Linked DNA regions of Macaca mulatta: region 2 is linked to region 1. Evidence: chromatin contacts called from public Hi-C data. All regions are on one chromosome and are shown on one strand. Each heading gives the region's core, a stretch centred on a gene start, on an enhancer-like site or on the middle of the called end of the contact. The rest is flanking DNA. Distances are from core to core; before and after follow the strand shown.

Region 1 (6,957 bases), core at 283-2,782:
GCTGTATTCCCACCACCTAGAAGAGTGACTGACACGGTAGGCACGCCAGAACATATCTTTTGAATCAATTAATTCTCTTCTTAAAAATCTAAAACTGGGCTGGGCACGGTGGCTCACGCCTGTAATGCCAGCACTTTGGGAGGCCAAGGGGAGAAGATCACAAGGTCAGGAGACCGAGACCATCCTGGCCAATATGGTGCAACCCGGTCTCTACCAAAAATATAAAAATTAGCTGGGCGTGGTGGCGCGCGCCTGGAATCCCAGCTACTTGGGAGGCTGAGGCAGGAGAATCGCTTGAATCAGGGAGTCAGTGGTTGCAGTGAGCCTAGATGGCGCCACTGCACTCCAGCCTGGCGACAAAACGAGACTGTCTCAAAAAAAACCCCAAAAACCTAAAACTGGTCACAGGGTAGAGTAGTAGTTGACATCCTGCCAGCAGCACAAGGTTTGAAAAGGGCCAGAGGAGTCTCAAGTCAGGCCCAGCACAGTGGGGAGAGAAAGGGCCTGAAGCTCAGCTATTTTTTTTTTTTCTCCTGCAAGCTCCGCCTCCCGGGTTCACGCCATTCTCCTGCCTCAGCCTCCCGAGTAGCTGGGACTACAGGCGCCCGCCACCACGCCCGGCTAATTTTTTGGTATTTTTAGTAGAGACGGGGTTTCACCGTGTTAGCCAAGATGGTCTCGATCTCCTGACCTCGTGATCCGCCCGCCTCAGCCTCCCAAAAGTGCTGGGATTACAGGCGTGAGGCACCGCGCCCTGCCAAGCTCAGCTATTTTTTTTCCCCTTTGTGCAGGCGAATTGGCCTAATGTTATGTGTGAACCAAACGCTTTGTAGTTGGAAACCCAAGACCCCTGTGATAAAACGCAACACGAAATTGTTTAAGCTCTGCATTCCAAGTATATTTCAAGTTGTGAACAACGGGCGGCACCAAGCAACAAAAGTACTGACGTCCTCACTTAACAAAGCCACAAGACAAGATGGCGCCATCCTCCAAGAGCGAGAGGGGGGAACACTTTCACGCCCGCGGGATGTGCACGCGCCCGGGCTCGCCCCAGGCAACGCTGGCGTGCGCTCAAGCACCCAATGAGCGATGTAGTTAGTCTCCACCCACGTTTGCCGCCACTCCCTGGGCACATGCGCTCCAGGTTCTTAGCGGGATGCCTATTGCGCAGGCGCAACAGGCTCCTCCTTCCGCGCAACTGACGCAAGAAGACTGTAATCGGTTCGCAATTTATCCCGTGTGACCTTGAGTCTTTCCTGTCGCTGAGGACCAGGGCTGTCCGAGGTGCCGCCTTCATACCCCTTTTCCTCCCCTGGACTCTTTGTGGCCCAGAGCCGCCGCAGCCGGGACGGGAGGGCAGGCGTTCTCCAACCATCATGCTGCGGAGCATATTACCTGTACGCCCTGGCTCCGGGAGCCGCAGTCGAGTATCCTCTGGTCAGGCGGCGCGGGCGGCGCCTCAGCGGAAGAGCGGGCCTCTGGGCCGCAGTGATCAACCCCCGCCCCTCACCCCACGTGGTTGGAGGTTTCCAGAAGCGCTGCCGCCACCGCATCGCGCAGCTCCCGGCCGCCTGAGCGCCTGTTTGCTGCCTCGTACTCCTCCATCTATCCGCCATGATAAGCGCCAGCCGAGCTGCAGCAGCCCGTCTGGTGGGAGCCGCAGCCTCCCGGGGCCCTACGGCCGCCCGCCACCAGGTGAGAAACTGTCGGACCTTCCCGAATGGGGTCACGGCCTCGGGCCTCGGTGCGGCAGGCCGCGCGCCCTTTAGGGTTTGAGTTCTCCGGGATAGGTCAGGCGGGAAGGAAGGTGACGGACCTTCCGTAGGTAGCGCTGCCGGCTCAAGATTTTGCGGAAGGTTTTGCCTCCGGCTTAGGCCCTGCTGAGTCACACCCCTCGCGATCTAGAGTATCATCTCAAAATTACCAGCTAGTGGTCCTGATGGCTCGTTCTGTGGCTGAATGGAAAGATTTGGCCTTGGGGGTGAGGGATGCAGTCTATTAGGAAAGCCGCTATTTTCAGTTTTGTTTTCGGCTCCTCTACAGAATACGGAATGTGTAAGGATCTCGTTAATAAGGTGAACTTTCTTATCTTAAGATGAGAAAGTCCTGAGTCGGAAATAAAACTCCAGTTTTTGTGCTTAGCAACATTTTCTCAAAATCGGTGGTGTAAGATTTTACTCGTTTGTTACTTAAGGACAAAAAGCAGATCGGGGGGCGGAAAAAAAGCTATGGAGTGGTTATTTGTTTTCTAAAATAAAAGATAAATATTTTGGAGAATAGGAATTGTATATGGGCATTAAGGAAGGCTTGGAAGGAGCCTGAAGTTAAATCGTGATAAAGATCTTTTATCCTAGTGGAAGGCTACTACTTAATTTTTCTTTTTAAAAGACTTACTAATCCTAGTTCTCTTAAACTAATTGCATGGCAAGGTCAGGGGAAGTGTTTTCCCCCAGGGGACATCTGGCAATGTCTGTGGATATTTTAGGTTGTCGCTAACTTACTGGGGTTCTTATTGGTTTCTAGGGTGTAGAGGCCAGGGATGCTGCTGTATATCCTACAATGCACAGAACAGCCCCCACAACAAAGATTTGGCCCAAAATTAATAGCGCCACGGTTGAGAAATCCTATTGTAATGTGATTCTAAGGCCATCTTTTATTTACCTTTTTTTATCTTACTTATTTGGGAAACTTTAATATTTACTGTTTTAGTAGCTTAACGTATTTTATATGCTAAATGAGCCCAAGTTTTCTTTTTTTCCTCTCAGGATACACATTGGTTGGTGACTGAGTCAGTTTTTTTCTTTTTTAGGATGGCTGGAATGGCCTTAGTCATGAGGCTTTTAGAATTGTTTCGAGGCGGGATTATGCGTAAGTATAATTTCATTTCCTTTGAGAGGGAATACATATTAAACTTCATAGCAGTGTTTTCTACATTTGTGATTAACTATTCTTCTCTAATTTATCTGTATTAGAGATTATGTAGTATACCACTGTTAATTTTCCAATTAAATATTATCTTTAAGTGACTTTGGTCTATCAAGATAACAACAGCTGTGACGTTGTTCTAAATGTCTTACAGATCAGAAGCAATCAAGGGGGCAGTTGTTGGTATTGATTTGGGTACTACCAACTCCTGCGTGGCAGTTATGGAAGGTAAACAAGCAAAGGTGAGCATGATTGGTAACTAGTACCCTATCCAGAACCTATCCAGAATTCTGTGGTCTTTTCCTTAGTTAAAGAATTTGAGAACCTGATTTGCTTTTTTTTGGTGGGGGGGAGATGGTCTCTATAGCTCAGGGTGGAGTGCAGTGGCACGATCTCTCCTCACTGCAACCTCTGCCTCCTGGGTTCATGCAGTTGTCCTGCCTTGGCCACATAGCTGGGAATGCAGGCGTGAACCACCATTCCTGGCTAATTTTTTGTATTTTTAGTAGAGACAGTTCCACTGTGTTGGCCAGGCTGGTCTCGAGCTCAAGTGATCCGCCCGCCTTGGCCTCCCAAAGTGCTGGGATTATAGGCATGAACTACTGAGCCTGACCTGAAACTACTTTTAACTAAAACAACAAAAACATGACTATAGATCAAGGCTGGCCAGGCATAATGACTCACGCCGGCAGTCCCAGCACCATGGGAGGCCAAGGGGGGCGGATTACCTGAGGTCCTGAGTTCAAGACCAGCCTGGCCAACATGGTGAAACCCCGTCTCTACTAAAAATACAAAAAATTGGCCGGGCACAGTGGATCACAAGGTCAAGATATCAAGACCATCCTGGCCAACATGGTGAAACCTGTCTCAACTAAAAATACAAAAATTAGCTGGGCATAGTGACACATACCTGTAGTCCCAGCTACTCAGGAGACTGAGGCAGGAGAATCGCTTGAACCCGGGAGGCGGAGGTTGCAGTGAGCCGAGATTGTGTCACTGCATTCCATCCTGGCGACAGAGCGAGACTCCATCTCAAAAAAAAAAAAAAAAAGGCCAGGCGTGGTGGCCAGCACCTGTAATCCCAGCTCCTCAGGAGACTGAGGCAGGAGAATCACTTGAACCCAGGAGGCAGAGGTTGCAATGAGCCAAGGTCACATCACTGTACTCCAGCCTGGGTGACAGAGCGAGACTTTGTCTCAAAAGAAAAGAAAAGACTATAGATCAGGTTTTTCATACCCAGTGTTGGGACAAAAAGAAAAGACTATAGATCAGGTTTTTCATACCCAATATTGGGACCCAATGTTACTTCCACATGGAGAATTATATCTACTTCTAAATTTTTTGGGGGGTTGGCCACAGATTTCAGGCATATAGGAAAAATGCTAAGAAGCACAAATTAGGGCCAAGAGAAGGAATAATCTCGGTGCCAAACAAGTGGGATTAGAAGACCATAGACAGTTCAGGTGATTTCAGAAGAGGAGATGGGGGAAAGAGGAAGCATGAGAGCAAAAGAGGCCATGAATGGAAGAAGCAAGAGTCAAGAATTCCCGGTGCTCTAAATCTTGCTAAGAACCCAATAGGAATAAAAGTTCAATATATAGAGTAAGGAGGCTTCAAAAGGAATAGCCTGCTCCAGTGAACAACATGCATTACTTCACATGTGAAGCTCCACTTCTAGTCTGTCTCTGCACCTCCAACTTTGGTTCAGTTTAGAAAATGCAGCACTTTGGTGGTTACCAGAGTAACCAAACAGTGCAAGCCATTCCCACCCCTCTTAATAGTAAATTAGTAGCCTACCTCTATACCACATTTAAATCCTTTTCTGGGAAGTTAGATACATACAATTATCAGCACTACAAAGGTTCACCTATCAAGAGTCTTAAAAGCAACCAAAACAGCTTTTGTTTTGTTTTGTTTTGTTTTGTTTTTGAGACGGAGTCTCGCTCTGTCGCCCAGGCTGGAGTGCAGTGGCCGGATCTCAGCTCACTGCAAGCTTTGCCTCCCGGGTTCACGCCATTCTCCTGCCTCAGCCTCCCGAGTAGCTGGGACTGCAGGCGCCCGCCACCTCGCCCGGCTAGTTTTTTGTATTTTTTTAGCAGAGACGGGGTTTCACCGTGTTAGCCAGGATGGTCTGGATCTCCTGACCTTGTGATCCGCCCGTCTCGGCCTCCCAAAGTGCTGGGATTACAGGCTTGAACCACTGCGCCCGGCCCAAAACAGCTTTTAAAATGTAAATCAGGGCCAAGCCTGTTGAGTCCTACTTGGGACTCAACACTTTGGGAGGTCACTTGAGTCAGAGTTGAAGATCACCCTGGGCAACATAGCAAAACACTTTTGAAGACCTGGGCTACAAAAAATTAGCCAGGCACAATGGTATGCACGTGTGATCCCAGCTACTCTGGAGGCTAAGGTGGGAGGATCAGCTGAGCCTGGCAGGTCAAGGCTGCAGTGAGCTGTGACAGTGCCACTGCGCTCCAGCCTAGGTGACAGGTGAGACTCTGTCTCAAAAAAAAAAAAAAAAAGCCAGGCGGTACCTCATGCCTATAATCCCAACATTTTGGGAGGCCAAGGTGAGCGGCTGACCAACTTGGCAAAACCCCATCTCTACTAAACGTACAAAAAAAAAATTAGTTGGGCATGGTGGCAGGCACCTGTAATCCCAGCTACTCGGGAGGCTGAGGCAGGAGAGTTGAACCCAGGAGGCGGAGTTTACAGTGAGCCGAGATCGCACCACTGCACTCCAGCCTGGATGACAAGAGCGAGACTCCATCTTAAAAAAAAAAAAAAAAAAGGTAGTTTGAAAGTAAAGGACTAAAGATATGTTAAATATCTACTGTTCATTAACTATCAGCAGTAAAGCGTGCCCAGTATTGTTCATGCACATTTGTTTCATAATTTGGGAGCTGTTTTTGTGTCTTAAATGATTGCTGCAAAGATACCAGTGATAGGCTGGGCGCAGTGGCTCACGCCTGTAATCCCAACACTTTGGGAGGCTGAGGCGGGCGATCGCCTGAGGTCAGGAGTTCAAGACCAGCCTGGCCAAAATGGTGAAACCCCATCTCTACTAAAAAATAACAAAAAATTAGCTGGGCGTGGTGGTGCACGCCTATAGTCTTAGCTACTAGGGAGGCTGAGACAGGAGAATCACTGGAACCCAGGATGCAGAGGTTGCAGTGAGCCAGGATTGTGCCATTGTACTCCAGCCTTCGCGACAGAGTGAGACTCTGTCTCAAAAAAGGTACCAGTGATAACTACAAACTTACTCTGTCACATTTTGGGAGTTTAGGTGCTGGAGAATGCCGAAGGTGCCAGAACCACCCCTTCAGTTGTGGCCTTTACAGCAGATGGTGAGCGACTTGTCGGAATGCCGGCCAAGCGACAGGCTGTCACCAACCCAAACAATACATTTTATGCTACCAAACGTCTTATTGGCCGGCGATATGATGATCCTGAAGTACAGAAAGACATGTGAGTAGTAGCAAAAGCGCAGTTACTTGCAAGGGCTACACAGAAGAGCCTCAGCATGTTGATTAGGATCCCTGGAGCACCTTACCCTAGTCGTTTTACTTACTGTCCCTAGGGGAAATGTATACCACTGCCAAAAGGGTAATTTCTTTAAAAAACTCATTTTTGGCCGGGTGTAGTGGCTCATGTCTGTAATCCTAGCGCTTTGGGAGGCCAAGGTGGGCGGATCACTTGGGATCAGGAGTTCAAGACCAGCCTGGCCAACATGGTGAAACCCTGTCTCTACTAAAATACAAAAATTAGCTGGGCATGATGGTGGGTGCCTGTAATCCCAGCTACTCGGGAGGCTGAGACGGGAGAATCGCATGAACCCAGGAGTGGTTGCGGTGAGCTGAGATCACTGCCATTGCACTCTAGCCTGGGCTGCTCAAAAAAAAAATCATTTTTGTCTTTACAGATTAGGTCTTTGTTATGTATTGACATGATATATGAAAATTTGCAAAGCATTCCTAAACCACATAGTTCAGTGTTGAATACATACGGCAGAAATGGCACAGGTTCTATCAT
Region 2 (7,401 bases), core at 416-2,915, 610 kb before region 1:
GGAAAAGTGAGCTGTTCTCTTTCCAAATCAGGCCCCAGGTGTTTTATCTAGACCTTTCTCATAAGTTGGCACTGTTCACTGAACTACTGCCCAGGGGCTTGTTCTCCCTTCCCATACTAGTAACCAAGGTTTGCTCAGTGGCTGTGAAGTCAGTTTCCCATCTGCTTGAAGTAAACATAATCAAGAAGGTAAATTGAGTGGTAGAAGTTCGTAGAGTACATGGAAAAGGGAAAGGAAGTCCAGAGATAGGTTGTTAGCTATTGGGGAATACTTGCCCTTTGGGGAGGTCACTGTCTGGATTATTGTTTTCTCCACTCACGAATGACCAGGAATCACTGTGTGGGGGCTCTGAGGGCAGGAGGGGGCAGTCATTTTATTCATCAGGTTAAGCACGTCTAGGAAAGGGCAAGGTCTGAAGGTGGAACAGTGGAAAGAGAACAGGACTTTGGAGGCACCTAAATCTAGCTTTAACTCCCAGTTCTATCACTTCCTGACTGTATGACTTTGTGTAACTCCTTTAGCCTCTTTGAGCTTTAGCTTCCCCATTTATAAAAAGGGGATGACCATTCTGCTCAGAGGACGTTATAAGTAAATAAAATATGTATGCAGCACCTGGCACAGAAAATATTATATTCACTGGTACAGCAGAATTAGAACTGCACTGACACCAGCCTGGGGAACATAGTGAGACCCTGTCCGAAAAAAAAAAAAAAAAAAAAGCCTGGCAACAGCGGCACGCTCCTGTGGTCCCAGCTACTGGAGGCTGAGGGGGAGGATCCCTTGAGCCTGGGAGGTCAAGGCTGCGATGAGCCAAGATTGTGCCACTGCATTCCAGCCTGGGGGACACAGTGAGATGCCATATTAAAAACAAAAATCAGAATTGCAAGTGATCTTTATTTTACTAAATTTTGAGACAGAGTCTCACTCTGTCACCCAGGCTGGAGTGCAGTGGCACGATTTCAGCTCACTGCAACCTCTGCCTCGTGGGTTCAAGCGATTCTCCTGCCTCAGCCTCCCAAGTAGCGGCAATTACAGGCGCCCGCCACCACGCCTGGCTAATTTTTGTATATTTAGTAGAGAAGGGGGGGGGGTTTCACCATGTTGGCCAGGCTGGTCTTGAACTCCTGGCCTCAAGTGATCCGCCCGCCTGGGCCTCCCAAAGTGCTGGGATGACAGGTGTGAGCCACTGCGCCTGGCCACCTGATGTTATTTTTTAAATAACTGGTCCTTGTAAAAAATTTGCCCAAGTATATAAAGTGAGTGACTTACAGGTGTCGTATTTTGCATGAATTTGCGAGAAATTTTATTGCTGGAGACTCTCGGCTTATGTCCCAAACTGAGTCACAAGAACTTGATTTATTTTTACCCGCACCCCTCTGATTGCTTTCTGAGGGTCCTTCCGCTAGAAAGAAATTACACTGTTCGAAAATCAGAGAGGAAACTTCGCGGTTGCAGCCTGGAAGCAGAAGCAGGTGGCACGTATCTCTTCAGCCCTCGCTCTACCAGCAGAGGGGCGCTGGGGCAGCTCGTGCAGAGTCTGCAGAGGGCGGTGCTAGGGGCGGTGCTCCCACCTTGGTGCGTGGTCGGGGGTGCCGCGCGCTGTTCTGTCGGCCCGCGATTGGGCGAGGCCACGAGCTGCGTAACAGCTGCCAGCTCACGGGCTCAGACTGTCGCCGCCGCGTTTGCGCAGGGGGAGCTGGTCGCCGCTGCGGCCGCCTGGAATTGTGGGGGTTGTGTCTGCCACTCGGCTGCCGGAAGCCGAAGGTAGGGGCGGTGAGGGCCGCCCGGCCCTGGAGCTGGGCTGGGGGTTCAGGGCGCTTCCTGGGCCTTCTCCTGCCGGCGGCCTCGGCGCCTTCTCAGCAGTGTTCTCGGGACCCACACATCTTCACTACTGTCTCCAAAGCGGGACGTCCAAGTGGGCCCGGTGCACCCTGCCGAAGGCCCACCTTTCTTACCTTTCCCACTCAGAATGTCTCCATTCACCTCTTCATTGGCGGGAGATGAGGCCGTGGAAATTCGATATTGGCTTTGGCTCCGCACCTGTTTTTAGTGCCCTTGACTGTTTGATTCTTCCGGCCTAAATTTCCGTATCTGTCTGAAGGGGTGGCTTGGGTGTTGACCCGTGTGTCTCTTCCCATGTGGAATTATTGTCACTCTCTTAATGCTTGTTTTTCTTTGTCCTAGAAAATTTGCCTTTAGAGGTTACAGACTTTGGTTAGTGTTATCTCTCAGATCATCTGGGGGGTTTGTGCATAAGCCTTGGACTCCATTCTCTGGGATTTCGGATAAGGTGGTGCGTGGGCAGCTGTACCCCAGGGGGTTCTCATTCAGGTAGTCCCGGAATCCTGGCTTTGAAAATCCCTGCTTCAGAAGTCAGGAGAGAATGACTTGACATATGAGCTCCTGGAATGGGACTCTTGAGTGGGAAAAGCCAGGAATCAGGAAATGGTAACACCTGTGAGGCTGGGGCTTTCTTTGCACCGGAGGAATTAGAATGCCATTTGATGTCTTTTAAAAATATTTGACTACCTATATATGTAAGATCAGTTTTCTAATATTTTTAAATGCCTGGCTTCAGTTGGCTTTCCCACCTCAGTAAACCTAAATAAAAACACAAAACTGTTCTGAGAGATGGGGAGGCGGTTAAGTTAACCCAAACTAAGTAGACAGGAGGAGAATAAAATTTACATATTTGCTAAGAGACGAAACTGATGTGTTTGTAAACAGTTTTTTTATTTTTTATTGAGGCGGAGTTTGGCTCTTGTTTCCCAGGCTGGAGTGCAATGGCACCATCTCGACTCACGGCAACCTCCACCTCCCAGGTTCAAGCGATTCTCCTGCCTCAGCCTCCCGAGTAGCTGGGATTACAGGCATGCGCCACCATGCCCAGCTAATTTTCTTTTCTTTCTTTCTTTTTTTTTTTTTTGGGATGGAGTCTCGCTCTGTCGCCCAGGCTGGAGTGCAGTGGCCGGATCTCAGCTCACTGCAAGCTCCGCCTCCCAGGTTTACGCCGTTCTCCTGCCTCAGCCTCCCAAGTAGCTGGGACTACAGGCGCCCGCCACCACGCCCGGCTAGTTTTTTTGTATTTTTTTTTTAAGTAGAGACGGGGTTTCACCGTGTTAGTCAGGATGGTCTCGATCTCCTGAGCTCGTGATCCGCCCGTCTCGGCCTCCCAAAGTACTGGGATTACAGGCTTGAGCCACCGTAATTTTCTATTTTTATAGAGAGAGGGTTTCTCCCAGGCTGGTCTTGAACTCCCAAACTCAGGTGATCTGTCCGCCTCGGCCTCCCAAAGTGTTGGGATTACAGGCAGGAGCCACCTCGCCTGGCCTATAAATAGGTGGTTTTTTTTTGTTTGTTTGTTTTTTGACATTGTGAAAGATACTTTGTTATGTGTGTGTCTTTTCAGCTCTCACCCCACCCAAGTTTTTTTCTTTTCTGATAAAAATATAGCCAGATTTGGGGATTAGGTAGGATTTTGATGGGAGCCGGAGTGTAACGATATTGGGATTGATATTTATACAACGTGGGTCAGAACTTGGTGTGTGGTTTTAGTTGAGAACATGGCCCTCGGGTTAAGATGGTGTTACCACACCAGATTTATTTCACCTGTCTTTCAGATGTTTAGTGAATTTAATCTGCTCATGAATACATGTGCTATTTTAATGAAATTGGCAATAGAAGAGACTTTCTGCTCCCATTTTACAGGTGATGGAAATGTTACTAGGGATGTGGAAGTCCAGGAATGAAAAGTTGCCTAGTACTTTGATTCCCACTTACTTCTTCCCTGTTTTCTGAAGGCCAGCTATTCTCTACTGAGGCCAACTGTGAGCCCTGGTGTGTTTCATTGGCAAGAGAAAAGGCTGATTAAGTGAAACCGAAAGGTAACAAAATGGATTTTAAAATAACAGACATGTGGAAACTTAATCCACTAATGAATGTTCTCCTTTAGAGTGGTGTGTGCAGGTGTAGGTGGTGGGAGTTGAGGGTGGCATCCCCTAAGTGATTTGGCTGTTGTCCAAGGCAGTTTTGAAAATCCACCTCTGGAATTGTTTTCAGAGACCTTTTTGAACCATGTGAGAGATCAGTTCCTTTAATATATTGAGTCATACTGTATTTTTTTTTTTTTTTTTTTGAGACGGAGTCTCGCTCTGTCGCCCAGGCTGGAGTGCAGTGGCCGGATCTCAGCTCACTGCAAGCTCCGCCTCCCGGGTTCACGCCATTCTCCTGTATTTTTTTTTTTTTTTTTTGAGATGGGGTTTCACTTTGTGGCTCAGGCTGGAGTGTGGTGGCATAATCATAGGTCACTGCAAGCTTGAACTCCTGGGCTTAAGTAATACTCTCACCAAAGCCTCCTAAGTAGTTGTGACTACAAGGGTGCACCACCAGGCCCAGCTAATTTTGTAATTTTAATTTTTGTAGAGACAGGGTCTCGCTGTGTTGTCCAGGCTGTTTTCGAATTCCTGGCCTTAAGCAATTCTCCTGTTTTGGCCTCCTAAAATGTTGAGATTACAGGCGTGAGCCACTGCATACAGCCTATATATATTTAACCCCGAATGGCATGGGTAAGCAACCTTGTCACCTGACTTGTCTTCAGATGAGTTAACGGTTCTTTTGAAGTGGAAATAACAGATTTTTGGAGGGCGGTGAACATGAGTTTTAATTCTGAGTCTACCACTTATTAGCCACATAACCTTGGATAAGTTACTTCACCTCTGGGGCTCAATGTACCACTACATAAAAGTGGCAATAATACTTTGAAGGGTGGTTAAATGAGGTAATTACCCATGAAAGCTCTTGGGACATAGGAATGCAATAAATGTTTTCACCCTCAAAGATTGAAGATTTGCTGTTAATGAGAATATTCAAAAGAACATGACAGTCTCTGGCTGGGCACGGTGGCTCACGCCTGTAATCCAGCACTTTGGGAGGCCAAGGTGGGTGGATCACTTGAGGTGGGGAGTTCAAGACCAGCCTGACCACCATGGAGAGAAACCCCGTCTCTACTAAAAATACAAAATTAGCCGGGCGTGGTGGCGCATGCCTGTAATCCCAGCTACTCGGGAGGCTGAGGCAGGAGAATCACTTGAACCTGGGAGGTAGAGGCTGCAGTGAGCCGAGATCATCGTGCCATTGCACTCCAGCCTGGGTGACAGAGCGAGAGACTCTGTCTCAAAAAACAAACAAAAAACAAACAAACAAGTCTCTAAAAGGAAGTTGTACCTTTTTCGAAAGAGGTGGATATTCTTTTTCACATGCTTGTGGATTCATACTCTGACCTGCTCAGCCTCCCCCCGTCTTTCTTCATTTTCTATCCTTTCCTAAGTGAAGTTCTGCTGCAGAGGCTGTCGGCCAGTCTCTTGGAGTAAGCCTCTTTTCAGGAGAGCTAATCTGAACGCTCTTACAATGCTAGTCCCTTGGTTACTATTCCTAGGCATTTTTCTCTGGGGGCTCCAGATGGTGCTTGGATCATGCTCTGTATCACAGCCATCTCTAACTCCTGGATTCGGTGTCCATTTGGAGACCCATCCTGTGGAGCTAATCTTCTCTCTTTCTGAGCAAGGATGAATACTTTATCCTTTTCTGAGTCAGCCTTAAACTGCAAACCTTAGTCTTCTACAGCAGAAAGCCTTGCATTTTAATTATATATAGTCTAAAGAGGGAATAGCCTGCCCTTTTCTTTTCTTCCTTTACTTTCACCAAGGATTTCACTGCCGAGTAGGGGAGTAGGAGAATAGCCTGTTGCCATTCAGAGTGAGGCTTTGGGTAGCCCCTGATTCCTAGCATAAGCAATAACTGAGTTCATCTTTGGGATGAAAACCTTATAAAAGATTTGGGCTGCTTAGACATATGTGGAGAACCTCATGGAATTTTCCTAGCTTGTGAGGAGTTTATACCTGGCATTCTTACTTTTGCAAATTTCTACCCAGAATCCAGTAGCAACAAAACTATGTTCAGCCCAGACTTGTAGTTCCTTCAGGTTCCACCAGGCAGCTGTAAGACAAGGGTGTGGTTGTGCTGGCTGGCCATGTCTGCCCTCATCCTCCTAATACTGCCCTTGGCTTTGGTATTGAGAAGGAAGTGGCATAATCAATTTGTGAGTAACATTCTCTGCCAAAGTAGAAGTCAGGGGCAGAGAGTTGTCAGCATAGGACTAGACAAATGGAAAGAGCCAGCCTTGCCTCAGGAATGCTGCTAAAGTGCTGTGAATCCATGACAACCACTGTGTTTCTTGGTGTCACCTCATTTGTGAAATGGGAATGCCTTCATTGATCTCTTTCATGAGAAGGGTGGACCACCATCCCGGTTTGCCCAGGACAGAGGGATATCCAAATATGGGACTTCTAGTGCCAAAAGCAGGAAAGTCCAGGGCAAACCAGGACAAGTTAGTTACCCTACCCATGACCATTATACAAATGAATGAACACTCTGTCCTTAGGGTTCATCTAAGACTCAACCCTTTGAGTTCAGTTAATTATTTTTCAACCTTCTGTTCATTATCATATTTTGAGACATTTTTCCCCCTTATTGTCTACTCCCCAGTGGAATTTTTTTTTTTTTTTTTTTTTTTTAGAGGGAGTCTCACTCTGTCACCGAGGCTGGAGTGCAGTGGCATGATCTCTGCTCATTGTAGCCTCTGCCTCCTGGGTTCAAGCGGTTCTTGTGCTTCAGCCTCCTGAGTAGCTGGGATTATAGGTGCCCACCACCACGCCCAACTAATTTTTGTGTTTTTAGTAGAGATGGGGTTTTGCCATGTTGGCCAGGCTGGTCTTGAACTCCTGGCCTCAAGTGATCTGCCCACCTCAGTCTCCCAAAGTGCTGGGATTACAGGCATGAGCCATTGCGTCCGGCCACCCCCAGTGGAATTTTAATACCACAGATGTATTGTGTATCTGTTTTTGTATTGTGGCCCTTTCGATGGCCACAAACCATTGTAATATCTAATATTTTTTCCCTAAGAATCAATTTTCACCCCTTTTGAGGGTAATATTGCACTCATTGAGAATGCATGGTCTTATCTGATACTCTTTCTTTAATATAGTCATCAAGGCCTGTTTTTTATCGAGAAGAAACAACTGGTTCCACAAGCTTTTTCTTTTTCTTTTTCTTTCTTTTTTTTTTTGGAGACTGAGTTTTGCTCTTGTTGCCCAGGCTAGAGTGCAATGGTCATGTAGGGTAACTAACTTGTCCTGGTTTGCCCTGGACTTCCTGCTTTTGGCACTAAAAGTTCCACATTTGGATATCCCTCTGTCCTGGCTCACTGCAACTTCTGCCTCCTGGGTTCAGGTGATTCTCCTGCCTCAGCCTCCTGAGTAGCTGCTACTTATAGGCATGTGCCACCACACCTGGCTAATTTTTTTTTTTTGGTAGAGACAGTCTCACTGACCACCTCAGGCTGGT

Evidence for each region. A called contact is a pair of places that touch in the nucleus more often than the background predicts.
Region 2: a contact with region 1 is called in a Hi-C map of fetal cortex germinal zone, with 2.7 times the contacts expected there. The contact joins the promoter of SIL1 here to the promoter of HSPA9 in region 1. A contact is called at or near these places in 2 of 14 Hi-C or Micro-C datasets (fetal cortex germinal zone and fetal cortical plate).

The regions. Positions count from the first base shown.
Region 1 is chr6:147,442,504-147,449,460 of T2T-MMU8v2.0, reverse strand. HSPA9 (heat shock protein family A (Hsp70) member 9) reads left to right here and starts at 1,532. Exons shown (of 17, transcript XM_015140986.3): 1 at 1,532-1,695; 2 at 2,810-2,868; 3 at 3,080-3,167; 4 at 6,212-6,393. The coding sequence starts at 1,615.
Region 2 is chr6:148,049,343-148,056,743 of T2T-MMU8v2.0, reverse strand. SIL1 (SIL1 nucleotide exchange factor) reads left to right here and starts at 1,665. Exons shown (of 10, transcript XM_077937085.1): 1 at 1,665-1,764.